Linked DNA regions of Sus scrofa: region 2 is linked to region 1. Evidence: chromatin contacts called from public HiChIP or PLAC-seq data. All regions are on one chromosome and are shown on one strand. Each heading gives the region's core, a stretch centred on a gene start, on an enhancer-like site or on the middle of the called end of the contact. The rest is flanking DNA. Distances are from core to core; before and after follow the strand shown.

Evidence for each region. HiChIP or PLAC-seq counts read pairs in DNA pulled down with a chosen protein or histone mark.
Region 2: an H3K27ac HiChIP or PLAC-seq map of alveolar macrophages shows a contact between it and region 1. The contact joins the promoter of LOC100525237 here to the promoter of ABCE1 in region 1. A contact is called at or near these places in 2 of 5 promoter capture datasets (fetal liver and liver) and 1 of 2 datasets of contacts at active chromatin or transcription factors (alveolar macrophages).

What each region holds. Positions count from the first base shown.
Region 1 is chr8:83,350,478-83,354,635 of Sscrofa11.1, forward strand. It overlaps ABCE1 (ATP-binding cassette sub-family E member 1), which reads right to left and starts at 2,731. Exons shown (of 18, transcript XM_003129170.6): 1 at 2,508-2,731. It overlaps ANAPC10 (anaphase promoting complex subunit 10), which reads left to right and starts at 2,833. Exons shown (of 5, transcript NM_001177927.1): 1 at 2,833-2,848.
Region 2 is chr8:83,675,709-83,679,660 of Sscrofa11.1, forward strand. It overlaps LOC100525237, which reads left to right and starts at 2,210. Exons shown (of 4, transcript XR_304986.3): 1 at 2,210-3,011. HHIP (hedgehog-interacting protein) reads right to left here and starts at 2,660. Exons shown (of 14, transcript XM_021100665.1): 1 at 1,773-2,660. The coding sequence starts at 2,051.

The DNA.
Region 1 (4,158 bases), core at 1,481-3,980:
AAAGCCATGTTGACTAGTATCACCTCAAGCGAACCCTTATGCCAACCAGTAATCACACTACATATATTTTCATAGCTAAGTCCATTTGCAAACTGAAAGACATCTACTAAGGACAATATTCCAATAATTCTCTCTCCTGTCTTTCACATCATCAATTAATCTTTCCACTGGCTTATTCCCATCAGTATTCAAACACTATTATCTGACCCCATCTTCCTCCACTGCTCCATTTCTCTTTCCCTTTATAGCAAGACTACTTTGAGACTGCCTGTAGACAGTGTTTCAAATTTCTATGTATTCTCTCTGGAGTCCATTCTAAACTTTAGTGCCCATCATTCCATCAAAACAGCTTGTCAGATCATTACCATTTTTCACATGGATAAAGTTAAATATAGTTAAAAATAGTTAATTGCCAGTCATCAGGGTCTTGGCATTTTCTGCTCCCTGCGCCTATTACTCCTAGTGAATCATCACATGGCTCACTACTTCAAGTCTTTAATGTCTGTTCTCAGGCCTTTTCTAGCTATACTATCGAAAAATAGTTTTTTGTCTTCTCCTTAGCTCTTTGTACTATATGACATATGTGCATACACGGTATATGCAGAAGTGTATATATATGTATATATTTTCTCTTGCTCCACACACGATATTTTTCCTTCTCCAAGGAGAATGTACACCATCATAAGCATGGGAATTTTTGTCTGTTCATTACAGTGGATGGATCAGTGCCTACCACATAGTAGTTCAAACATTTCTGTTGAAGGAAATGAAGAAAATGAATTCAGATACAGTAAATAACTTTCCTACAGGTTATAACAACTTCAGAAATCTTGCAAGTTACCAATATGTTACAGTGACAGTTATTCACTAAAGCATGTATTGCTTGCGGGGGGGTGCAAGGGGGTGGGGGGAGTCTAATCCAAAACCAACTAAATTTTAAGTTTTATGTAACAGAGTTATCTGATAGGTTCACTCTACCCCTTTAAAACTTTTCCAAACTGGTCTAGGCCTCCTAAGGATTACAGGAAGAAACTAAATGACTTTCGAGTTGCTACAAAGAAGTTATCATTCTGGGAGTTCCCATCATGGCTCAGTGATAACGAATGGGACTAGGATCCATGAGGATGCGGCTTTGATCCCTGCCCTCACTCAGTGGGTTAAGGAGCTGATGTTGCCATGAGCTGTGGTGTAGGTCAGCAGTTGCAGCTCCAATTTGACCCCCTAGCCTGGGAACTTCCAAATGCGGCAGGTGTGGCCCTAAAAAGCAAAGAAAAAAAAAAAAAAAAAGCAACTATCATTCCGGAAGCGATAATTACCTAGAAACTGAAGATTCTTTAGTTAGCTATTAAAATCAAACTGGACTCCATACAAATTATGGTGAATCAGCACAATGAATTCTCCAGGAGGGGATAAATCATCATTGATTTAGCAATGAAACTGCTTAAAGTTTATTTTTGCCAAACTACATAATGTTTCATTGACTATTCCAAACCATTAAAAAAAAACAAGACTGTAGGAGATGATTTTTATAAAATAAAAGCATAGCAGAGATGGCTAATAACCTGACTTACATCAAAAAGTGATAAATTATAATGTATTTAAGTGGACAGATTCTTTGAAGAACTGTTAATTAACTGTGTCAACACTATTAATTAAATTTCCACGTCAGTTTAAAGAAATGGGCAGGATTCCCTCCTTTCTTTTTCAATGAGAAAGATACAGCACAGGAAGGATTGCAGGGAAAAACTCTATAATAAGAGACTCCTGGGAACAAACAGGGCTCTGAAGATATTCAAATCTCAAAGTACACTCTCTTCAAAGTAAGTATTTTCAGTAAAGACATCACCGGTAATCTCAAGGAGTTTAAGATCTAAAGAGGAAAACGGAACGTGCAGAGTACCATAAAAGCGCACCCAAAATGCTAATGGCGTTCACCTGGGAGATTACTTGGAACAACCTCGGTTACAGCTGAGAACACGCTGCTTTGAAAAAAGTGCTGACGTTTGGACATCATTTCTCTAAAGACTGGGAGTGGACAAGAAATATTCGACTTCATGGCGGCAAGATGCCATGACTCATTGCCAAATCTCCAAACAGTGGGGAAAAAAGGCGACGACGTCCCATAATCAAATACGCACGTGACATTACATCCCCTTCACCGGGCCGGGGGAGTGGGGGGAGTAGGGGATGCGGCTTTCTAAAAGATTCAGTTCCAGAGTAGGAGCGCGGTAAAGCGGGGAGTGGAGGCGGTGGAGACTGGAACGCTGAGGGGACGGCGGGCAACAGAGGCGGAAAGCCAGGTCAGCCTGGAGGCGCCCTCAGCACTCGGCTGCGCCCGCGCTCCGGCGTTACCAGCTGTCTCCCTCAAGCCGGCTGCTACGCGCCGCTGCCGTCTCCACCGCCGCCACCTGAGGCCTAACCAAAAGCTCTCCGAGAATGCCACTACCTGCGTTTAGACCATGCCAAACCGAAGCTAACGGCAAAACCCCTCCGGGCTATTCACGTACCTGGAGAAACAGATTCCCCTTGGGGAGGGGAACGCAGAAGCCAAATCTGCTCTTGCTTTCACTTTTCAGCCACACAGCGTGTTCCTACACACACCGGCCAAGATGGCGGTGCCCAGCCACCGCCTCGCGCATGCCACAGGGGCGATGTACGCGTGCGCGGCAGAGCACGCCGGGCAGAGCCCTGGAGGGAGGAGGGCGGGACGATGGGATGACATCATCGGACTGCGACCCCAATTGACGTCGTTGGGGAAGCTAGGCGGTTCTGGGAAGGCGAGGGGGAGTGGCGCGGAGCAGCAGTGGATTCCGAAAACCTGAGTGGAGGCAATCCGGGTCTGCAAGCTGTAAGTGCATGGGCTTTCCCCGACGTGGAGAATGATTCCAGCTTAAACAGATGCGATCTCTTCTCCACTGTCAGTCTCCTTTTACGCTTCCTATTTCAAGGCCGATGGGTCAGGAATGGATCCTTAGCGGTTGCCCATTCTAGCGCTTCTGGAAGGGATGTCAAACGGAACCAAGAGAGTCTGGTCCAGGCACTGCTTACTGTGGCGTTCTCTCCTTGGCCTCACCTTATGAATGATGTGGCCAGGAACCCATTCTTCTTCGAGCTCCGTGTTTTATCCACTTGGTGGAGTCCAGTACCAAGTTCAGCAGCTGAATTCTCCGCAATGTAGAGATAGCTCTTCCCTTTTTGGACATTTTTGGACATTTGACAGTGTGGCCACAGGTTTTATTGTCTCAACCTAGACCTTACTTAGACCAACCTAGACCTTGAGAAATACTTTAGTTTATGATGGAACTTATTTATTTATTTATTTATTCATTCAGTAAATTGCTAATGGAGCATTTAAGCCTCAGGCCTTTCCGAAGTTTACAGTCCAGTGTGTACTATTATTTAAGCGGTATCAAGTGCTTGTGTAGAGATTAGGGAACAGCTGAGATGTCAAGGAGACGGTAAACAGACCTTTTAGGCCAAGTTTATAATATCATGTACGTGTAACCGCGTTCAGCAGCTGTAACTTTGCACTACTGAAGCAGTTTTACGTGTTGTTCACTAGACAAGAGGATAAACTAGTGATTTAGAATAGACCAGTTCTTCACTTCTATACCTTAAAGGCATTTTTCTGACTTTATATTCTACAGTAAAAGCACGTATAAATGGAACTTTTGACGACCAGTGAGAAGATGTGATTTTTCTCTGCATCACTTAATGGATTTTTTAAAATGTTGACCAATATTTACATATTTCTGGATTAAAGGTTTTTAAGTCTGACTTTTCGAGGGAGAAAACTTCATTAGGAATTTTTACTCACAGATGTATAGAACTTCATAGCATTACAGTTATAGATCCAGTCAACCCCTTTGACAGACAGGAAAGGAAGTAAAGCCCAGACCTGGCCAAATTCTAGGCTAAAGGAGTGACTAAATCTGACCCCTTGACCCTATACCCTTTGACTACTATATGCTGTTGCTTTGCACATCTCGTAAGTCATAATATGTTGTATTTTAGAAACAAAAACTGAATTCTCAAGAGTTTTTAATTACAGTGATTGAGTTATGTCGCCTTTTAAGAAATAGATGATTGATATTCAGGGCATATTTGTGATCCATTTGGCTATTTCATTTTATTTTTATTTTTTGTCTTTTTAGGGCC
Region 2 (3,952 bases), core at 960-3,459, 320 kb after region 1:
AGGGGTCTGCAGATCGTTGGTGTATTCATAGTGCATATTGCACATGGGGAAGCTTAATGGCAAATATTTCTAAACCTTTCTCTGAATTTCCCGGTTCTGTCCGGCTCCTGGTTAAAAAACCCTGGAGCTGACAGGAATGTAGCGATTTTGTACTTTAATTCAATTACAACACAGGAGCTTAATGACATTGTTTTGAATAAAATGCTGGAATATCTGTTCCCTGAATCTCAGACTACTGCTGCATATGGTAAGAATAAAGAGAGAGTTACAGCTGAAAACCTGCAGCAAGACAGTTCTCACTCAGCTGGGAACAGAGGGAGTTGGACAAATGCTGCCTCAAAAGGCATGAACATTTGGACAGAGCTGGGGACTGAAAGAGAATGATGTTCTCTAGTTTCACCCATTAGTGAACCAACTAACAAACACAATGGTGTTGTTGTTATTCTTTTGCCATAAGCAACAGGACTCTGTGTGTGGGCAGCAGTTTAGTGGGGAGGAGGATAAGTCGACCCCTTTTTGTCCTATTGATTTTTTCCTATTTGCATGACTTGAGCAAATTAAATGATGCAATATGGCTTTTTGTTACAAAACAAAGTGAGAGATACCACCCAGACACATATGTTGATTCGTAAGAGCTGTTTACATGAGAATAGAGTGAAATCTACCGTGAACTGAGCATAAAAATTAGATTCAGCCTGGGTATTTTTTTTTTTTTTTTTTAATGCCTGGGCCAGCAAGACTGGAGCACAAGTTTTCCAAGAGTCTCTCAGACCTTGACAACTGCAGTGTTGTAACAGAAGAATTCTTAATTAAACCTAAAATGGGGAAAGGGTGAGGGGGAGTAAAAACACCTGATTGTTTATTTCACACGCAGGGAGTGTTAATGACGTGATGCCCCGTCTCTCCTTGGAGTACAGTACAGGGCACACATGACTGCATCCCAAGACAAGAAAGATGGTGCAAACTCAAAGATAAGCATGTCTTTACACCCAACCGGCACAATTTTCTTATTTGTTTAAACTTATTAATACCGGGAAAATGTTAAATGCCATTAATCCTGAAACAAATGTCTAGAGAAGATCTTCCCAAACAACCACCTACCATTGGAAGCCCGAATTTATAATGTTATAAAACATGACAAACAGACGGAGAATCGCCGCGGGCTTATATGATAAACACGCCCCGGCAAAATCTTTCTCCCATTTTGGGGTTCTTAACTGGAACACCAGGAGTTCCTTTCTGCTGTTTAACTATTGTAATGCAAGACCCTCCCCCCCCGCCCCATTCTGACGGGGCTGAGGATCATAAACTAACCGTGCTTTAACATCCTTTACGATTCAATCCTCTCCCTAACCGAGCACGTGGAGAAAACTGCACAAATCTTTTTACCCTAGCAAAATAAACCGGAAACCACAGCCACCTTAATTTACAGTTTCGCCGCAGCCAATGCCGGATTCGATCCAGAAGACACTGTTAATCGCGATTCTTTTAAGATATTTACCCAGCTAGAATGCGGGTACCACAGAAGTCTCTTCCCTGAGAAAGGCAGTTTTGCACTGCATCCCGACCTCGGACTCTTGGGGGCGGGAGAGGTATATGCGCACCCCAGAGGAACACACAAATGAATCAGGCTAGCGCTTTAGAAAAGTTATCAAAAAGAACTCACCAAGCAAGTTCCACCCCTCTTCCAGCCACCAGCATTGCCAGAACCACACGGAATCCCACCCAGCCAGAATGCCATTCTCGCAGCTGTGAGGCGGGTGCGTGCCTACCTTGCTATCCAGGCGTCCCAGCCCCGGGCTGTCACTCCGCAGGCAGCAGGACAGCCGAGGGTAGAAGCCACCGCAGAGCATCTCTCCCCCACTCAGCAGCTCCAGCTGGGACATCATCCGCCTATCCCTCCTTTTCAGGCGCTTCGGGGGGTTCCCATTCAGGCACCTTCTCCTCCTCGCTCCGCTCCCTTCGCTTCTTTCCCCAAACTTAGCATCTCCTTCAAAGAAACCCAGAGCCACGGCCAGCAGCAGCAGCTTAAAGGAGAGCATCTTCAGCATCGTCTGCCCCGCGCGGCAGGGGCTGGGCGCGGGAGGATGGGGGTGGGGGGGACGCCACTGCCCAGCAGGGGCACTAGGGCGCAGCTCCAGGAGGAGGCTGAGGGGCGGCAGGACGCTTAAGAGGCAGAGAGAGGTGGCGGGGGCGAAAAGATGTAGAGCGATGCAACTTTGCAAAAAAATAAAAGACGAGGCGATGGGCCCAATACCTTGGCGGAGCCCGAGGAACGAGATAAAGTTGTGCGGTTGACACCGTTTGCGGTTGTGCCAGTGTCAGTTGGGTGGGGGGCTTTCTTCTGCGCCTGGGAAGTGGGAGGAGGAGAAGAAGTTGGAAGAGGAGGAGGAAGAAGAGGAGGAGAAGACGGTCACAGAGGTTCACTTGTCGGTGTAACGGGAGTTGTTTAGGTGACACAGTAGCAGGAACAGAAACGGCGACGGTGGCGGCGGGGCAGGCGGAGGCAGGGCCAGCGCTGGGCTCTAGATGATGCTGAGGTCTCCTCTGCCGGCGGCTGTAGCTTTTCACACAGCCTCTCATGTTTCGTTCCCTCTTTTCTTCTTCTTTTTAACTAGCGCGCGGGGAGGTGCTGCCACCGCGCGCCCCTTGACGTCACCGCTTCTCGCGCGCCCCCGCCCGGGCAGGGGGAGGGGCGGGGGCGGCCCCGGCGCGAGCGCGTCCCTGGGCCCCGCGGGCCTCGGGAGTGCGGCGGGGAGGGGCCACGGGCCGCGGTGGCGGGCAGAGGGGGAGGGCCCGGCGGAGCCCTCGGAGCCAGCCTCGAGGGCGCGGAACCCAGCGCGCCCGCCTGGCCGTACCGCCCGGGTGGGGGCGTGCACCGCCTTGGTGCCCCGGCCCGCCCGCCCGGGACTGGGGCGCCGCCCGGAGGTTCCCCGCCCGTCCTCTCTCCTCCCGCGGCCCCTCCGCACGACCCCAGGCGTGAGGCGGCCGAGCTGAGGCTCCAAAAGAAAGTGAGTAAGAGAGGGCTGCGGGAGGTGAGAAGGGAGGGAACCCTTCCAGGGCCTCCCCTACCCGGGCCCCGGCCCGCCCCTCGCCCGGGAGGGAGGATAAACCGGGTGGGCTGGAGTTGGCGGGAGGGAACTTTCCGGCCCCTTTCCCGCCCCTGACCCGTGACGACTCCCCCCTTCCCGCGGTGATTTCCAGTGTGAAGCTTGATCCGGTAAAAATCTCCCTGGGACTCTGATTCAGAAGCCGGGGGACAGCCCAGGTGCTGCAAAGCATTGAGAATGCTAAGATGGTTTGAAGCTTGGGCGGAGATGTACCCACATCCTTGCCAAAGGTTCTGCGCGCGCCTGAAGTGGCACAGGCGCGTGTGCTTGGGGTGGGATGTGGAGACCTCCCGGAAGGATAGCTCCCGCCTGAGTCCTGGGCGGGCTGGCCCCGGACGCTCCTTTCAAAGGTCGCACCTGTGCCCTGGAACTCAGCCGGGCCCCGCTGGCGCTTCCCCCAGCACGCAGGTTCCCCTACCCCAGGTGGAGGAGCAGAGAAGAAGCTGGCCTTGGAATCACCGTACATTTTAAATAGGGGAGAGAAAAAATTTCTGGGAAGATTTCCTCAGGGATGTAAACACAGGCGTCAGCTCGGGAGGAAGAATTAGTGGTAGATTTGCGGGCGGCGAGAAGTGGGATGCGCTGTGTAGCCCATGTATCTAAATAAGTTAACCTTTTCCTCCAGCTAGACAAAGTCTGCCTAAAGAAAGTGTTTCTAAAGTGATCTGTGCGTTATCCAGCATAGTGACTTGACCTTTACTGAATCCCTGAAAATTGGCCTCAGGAGGAGTCTCTACAGGGTTGCATCCCAAAACGTGCTTTCTGCCCCCTTGAGTAGTTAATAGGGGAGCTAATTTTCTGGGATATGGGTTTTGAGGAGATAAGGCAGTTTCCTCTTTTTG